2 separate regions of the Zea mays genome follow, and region 1 is linked to region 2. The links are chromatin contacts, called in public Hi-C maps. All regions are on one chromosome and are shown on one strand. Each heading gives the region's core, a stretch centred on a gene start, on an enhancer-like site or on the middle of the called end of the contact. The rest is flanking DNA. Distances are from core to core; before and after follow the strand shown. Region 1 has its middle 3.7 kb from the start of LOC109943610. Region 2 holds the start of LOC100502260.

Region 1 (2,700 bases), core at 14-2,513, 130 kb before region 2:
CGATAATATGGTTCAGGTTATGCACTACTGGAATTTGGCTCTTTGCCAAGTGCTCGGCGCTTTATTTGTTGAGTGCTTTCTATTGGGCACTCGGCAAAGAAGTATTTACAGGCGTTACAGAAATACACTCGGCAAATGCGACGTCTCCGTTACCAGGCACCGTGATGTATGGCGGCTTTTCTTTGTCGAGTACCGAGTGACAATCGGCAAATACTCGGCAAAGAAGCTGTTGCCGATTTACTGTTCGCTGAGCTCTTTTTGCCGAGTGTCACACTCGTTAAAGTTTTTGCCGATAGTTTTTTGGGCTTTGCCGAGTGCTTCTGGCACTCGGCAAAGCGTCCGATTCAGGTAGTGATGGTTCAATCTTGGCACGCCATATCAGACAAATGTTAATTTCGCTAAAAATTAAATTCCCTTCAAACTAAATCTGAAATAGGCACTGTGTTCTCCATCATCATATCGTTCAATGGTAGCGAATGGTGTTCTCCATATCATGCTATCCAGATGTGTGTCCCGGATGACCTTCAAAAAAAGTTCTATGGATTTGGTTACCTACTTATATATGCGATAGAATATATATAGGAGAGGCTTTTTGCACGGTGGTTTATTTTTTATTTTAGCCTTTTGAAAAAGTGAAGGCATGATGTGTTTTGAGCCTACACCTTCCATATATCAATCCAAGTGGACGGCCAAAAAGTTTTTTCCCCCAATTCTCTATGCATGAGCCATTCCTTGAGGAATACTAAAAGCGTGGGCCGCGCCATGCACTTCAGTTTTGACATATGCATGTGTGTCTATAATACAAGAGGCCCATGCATCCTTCATTCCATATGCATAAGAGGAGACGGCGATCAAATGCTAGAAAAGGTGTCCATATGGTCCAGGTAAACATGTCTTTGGTAGCTTTGGCTGCCTACCTGGTCCTTCACAACTGTGTGGTGAGAAAGAGAGAAGCAGCAAGATTAAGGACATCATGGGGACACATATGCAAAGCACTAACAATCAAAAGGCGAGCGGGCCGGGAAAAAGACAAGTCCAAAGCTAGCCAAGAATGTCCAAGGCTAAGGACCGATGGTGATGAGTCGTCTGAGTAAAGGTAGATGCCGAAAGCAAGACTTGAAGAGGGACTGAGGGTTGTGGCTGGGACGATTCATCACCAGGGATAGGGAATCGGTGGATGGCATGCATAGCCCTACTGATAGCTGCCTTCCATGGATCTCCGGCCTAGTGCACAGTAGCAGATAGTATGAGCCTTTCATTGGTACCGAGGCATGCTGCAGCCCCGCTCTTCCGGGGCCCCGGCGGCTCCTCTCCCGTATCTGTGGGCAACTCATGCCCTACGTACTATGCCCATGTGTTACTGTATGTGTGTCTAGTCAGCCAGCTTTCACGGGACTGAAAAACTACAGAGGCATGCATGCAGATGATCTCAGTGATGATCGACAGGACTCTCAGAGCTTTCGGCTCTGATTAAGGACGTGACAATAATATCGGCACCCGGTAGCTACATAAATTAGTTTACACAAGGATCAATTATGGAGAGGCCTAATCCTGTTTCGTGCTTGCTAAGCTAGCGTACGCAACACACAGCTCGATGGCGTTATATGTGCGTGTCATTATCAAACTTTCTGTGTTGACAAACGGCGACGTCTCTCAGAGAGAGATATATAGGTCGATCGACCCACCTGAATTAAATTCTCTTCGGCTGTTTTTCTGTGTTTCACCTTGGGCAAATCCTACGCCATTGGGAGAGACGTACGTCCAACAGGGAACATCACGGTGTTTTCCATACAGACACACACACAGAGAGAAACGTGTGTATAACGGAGAAAACTAGGTAATTTCAGCAACAATTTAATCAAAAATAGCTCACGCTGTTAGATATATATGTGCACGTGTGAGTGTGATCTAAGCACGTAGAAAATAGCAACTAATTAACATGATTATGATCCAAAACCTGATTGGATATAGATGGTATCAACAATAATAGACATAGTGCCTAATCGGTGTAGTCGTCCTATTCGACAGTGCAGAGAGGTAGTTGTGCCAATCACCACTAATTCATCGTGCCAAAAAGGAGAGGACGTAGCGTCAACACTAGGAAAGAGAGGACGAAGCGAGTAGTCATGTCGCTTATGAACACCCCCCAAAAATATGATTACAATCCTTCACACGAGCAAATAAACTCTTGAATGGCACTCACTTCGGAGGCCCCCTCTCTCAGTACTCGTGCATACAAGAACTAGAATCGGGTGCACTTGTCTAACAACTGAAGTAGAGGCAAGCAGTGGCAAACTAAGTAACAATGACATGATGAAGCTCATATAGATGATCCAGAGAAGAGCAAAGGAGAAGTCGTTAAAGCAAAGAATCTAGAAAGCCGAAGCCACTACTCTCCAGTGCCTAAATGATGAAATTCACAATATCAAGGCAACACATATGACGATATAACCTAGGATCTACAACAAAAGCTTCAAAATAAATAAACTCATAACAACCATTCATGTCCACCGATCCAACTTCCTCGATATCAACAAATCTATAGAAATCTTCGGTGCTTGGCCTAGAGAAATATTAGGATGGATGACCGACCATGAATTTTCTCGGGTGTGCATGAGTGAGGACACAGTGCACAAAAACACTCGTGTTAGTCTGTGGGGATAGACTATAATTCTATAGATGAATGTCTGAAGTAAATAC
Region 2 (2,700 bases), core at 103-2,602:
TGCCACAAACCTACAGGAAGTTAACTTTTGAGCAGTGATAATGTTCAACCAGGTACGTAATCAACCTAGCAGCAAATAAAAATAGTATGGAGTAATTACATAGTGAGTTTTCACTCCATATTTCACAGAAATGTGCAGCTACGAAGCTCCTAGGTACTATCTTTATATGGCATATTAAGACCTAAAAGGCACAAACTAAGGGGGTGTTTGGTTTCTAGGGACTAATGTTTAGTCCCTATATTTTATTCCATTTTAGTTCCAAAATTGCTAAATATAGAAACTAAAGCTTTATTTTAATTTCTATATTTAGCAATTTATAGACTAAAAAGGAATAAAATGAAGAGACTAAACATTAGTCCCTAGAAACCAAACACCCCCTAAACAACTTTGGAATATGATGATACTGCCAGTTACACCATAATTAGGTCTATAATAGGATCCAAGTGACATAACATGGTTTGACCAAATCTAAAATATATTCGTAAACAAAAAAAAGGTAACACCTATGATATTTGACAGACTTGTTCAACGGCATCAAACAATGTCAAATGCCCTGACTCGGCATTGATTTGACAACAAGATATTCCAAAAGACCAAACCTAGTGAAACCTTCATCAAGTAGTTCACATTTCATAATAACCCAAAAGGGTGGGCAGGCAAAAACTTAAATTCCGTAGTGTGCAGTCGGGAATGCTTAATTCCGTAGTGTTAACACAGATAAATTCCTTCCGAATGGCCAGGAAAATTATCTTACCTCCACAGCGAAATCATAATTTGTCACGAAAGTCGGTAAACAGAAGAAAATTTAGGCAGCCGAGCATAAGCAAGTCTCACCAGGAAGATCTTGCTGCCGCTGCTGCCGAGCTGGAGCAGATCCCTGGCGGCGTGGAGCGCCTCCCTGAGCCGCCGTAGCGCGGCCTCCGATGCCACCGTAAGTGGCGTGGGCGCTTCCTTGGCCTCCTCCAGCATGGGCACGAGGAGCCGGATCCGCCGCGACAGGTTGCAGAACTGACGCCGGTACGAGTTCCTGAAGTCCGAGATGGCCGCGATCTCGCTCACAAGCTCGACCAACCGCTCAACCACCTGGCTCTCCCCATCCGCCGCCTCAACCCTTGCCTCCGTCTCCGCCGTTTCTGAGCTCGAGGGCGGCAGCGGAGCGGCGGCCGCCGCGGCTTCCGCGCCAGCGTCGGTGTTCACATCCGATTTAGGAGCAGACTTAGATTCGTCATCCATGGCAGCAGACCAAACGCTCAAGCTCGGGCCTCGGCCTGCGCAGCACGGTGGCCGGAGACACGGGATTGTGGGTTTGTGGCCGAGCAGGGGGGAGGGGATTTGGAGCAGGGGAGAGAAGCGGCCGAGGCTCCTGCTCCTGCCTCGGCTAGTATAGCTTCGCTCTGCCGTGCGGGACTGCCAATCGGTCCCACCGGTCAGCGTCATCCTCTCGCTCTCCCCGAGCCGCTGCCTCCCTCCGCGGCTCCGCCGCGCCGGCTCGGCTTGCTTCCGGCTCGTGCACCGAAATGGTAGACCCTGGAGTGAGAACCTCAACGGCGGGACCGCCGTCGGTGCATGAGCTGGGTTCAGGAGATCAGTAGCAGCTTTCGGGCTGGGAGTTGTTGCCTGCGAATGGTTTATTTGTTTTCTGTTACAGTAAATGACGAATGTGTTTCGCTTTTTTATCGGCTTTTGCTTTTGGATGGACGGGAACTCGAACAAAACCAAAAAAACGAATGGATTTTTGTGGCTTAAAACACTTTCTAATCAGAGCGGCTCAAGGTAGGCCCGGTGGTTTGCCCACACCACACCAGTGACACCACAGCCCACAGGGAAGGATTAGGGGTGGTTGCAACCGGCAAAGCGAGCGAGCGCAACCAGCCAACAATTACGTCAGCGAAAATTTTAAACGTGGCTTCTTCTGGAGGATTTGTCGATGTCAGAAGCAGATAGTGACGTAAGATAGGCTCATCTCAAAACACACCAGAAACCATTTTCTTTTGCAGATGATGGGTAATAATAGACTAGGTCGTCAAGGTTAGAATTTATGTATTGCATCAGGCCCTCGGAGTTGAATTCGATAAGCATTAGAAATCCTAACTGACTCTGCGTACGTGTGGACCGTCCACGTTACTACCGCAGACCGTTCGGATTGCGGACCATCCGGCTTTGGGACCAGACCGTCCGTGCTGCATTTTCTGTGTTCAACAGATTCTTTTGTAACAATATGTCTGTTGTCCAAACACATGCTGCGTTTTTGATATTATAATAAATTAGAACTATATCAGTGAGGTACTAAAACGAAATATTAGGATATTTTTAAATAAGAGGGGACAACTCATATTTTAAATAGAGTACTGACCCAAGCCCACATTATATCAGCTCAGAAGTTCAGAAGTTCAGAGAAACAGCCCATATTTCACACAGGGCATTTCGGTTCGGGGCATTTCGGTCCGGCGGGATCGAAACTCTCGCACCCGAGAGCCCTTTATATCCGCTAGGGTTTACGCGCATTTTTGCTCCTCACTGCCGCGCCGCCACCCTCTACAGGTGAATGTAACGAATCCGCCGCGGGCGTCATCTCCTCTTCCCACCTCGACTCGCCTTGCTCGCCGGCGGCGGCCTTTTCTTCGCCGAGCGGCGAGCCGCCCATGTTGAGCTCGTGGCTGATCTGATGGGCTTGTTGTGATCTCCTGCAGATAAGGAAGA

What was found. Hi-C and Micro-C count contacts between places; a contact is called where the count stands out from the background.
Region 1: a contact with region 2 is called in a Hi-C map of tassel, with 3 times the contacts expected there. The contact joins the enhancer-like site here to the promoter of LOC100502260 in region 2. A contact is called at or near these places in 3 of 25 Hi-C or Micro-C datasets (ear, leaf and tassel).

The regions. Positions count from the first base shown.
Region 1 is chr1:40,869,379-40,872,078 of Zm-B73-REFERENCE-NAM-5.0, reverse strand. No RefSeq gene overlaps it. Among protein-coding and RNA genes, the nearest start is that of LOC109943610, 3.7 kb to the right of the region's middle. Within about 2 kb of position 1,263, at least 14 of the 20 cell types and tissues checked have an H3K27ac peak or open chromatin away from gene starts, as enhancers often do. A contact at or near this core is called in ear, leaf and tassel, where this site is marked.
Region 2 is chr1:40,739,553-40,742,252 of Zm-B73-REFERENCE-NAM-5.0, reverse strand. LOC100502260 reads right to left here and starts at 1,352. Exons shown (of 4, transcript NM_001363251.1): 1 at 835-1,352. The coding sequence starts at 1,233. It overlaps LOC100192516 (60S ribosomal protein L3-1), which reads left to right and starts at 2,534. Exons shown (of 5, transcript NM_001137736.1): 1 at 2,534-2,700.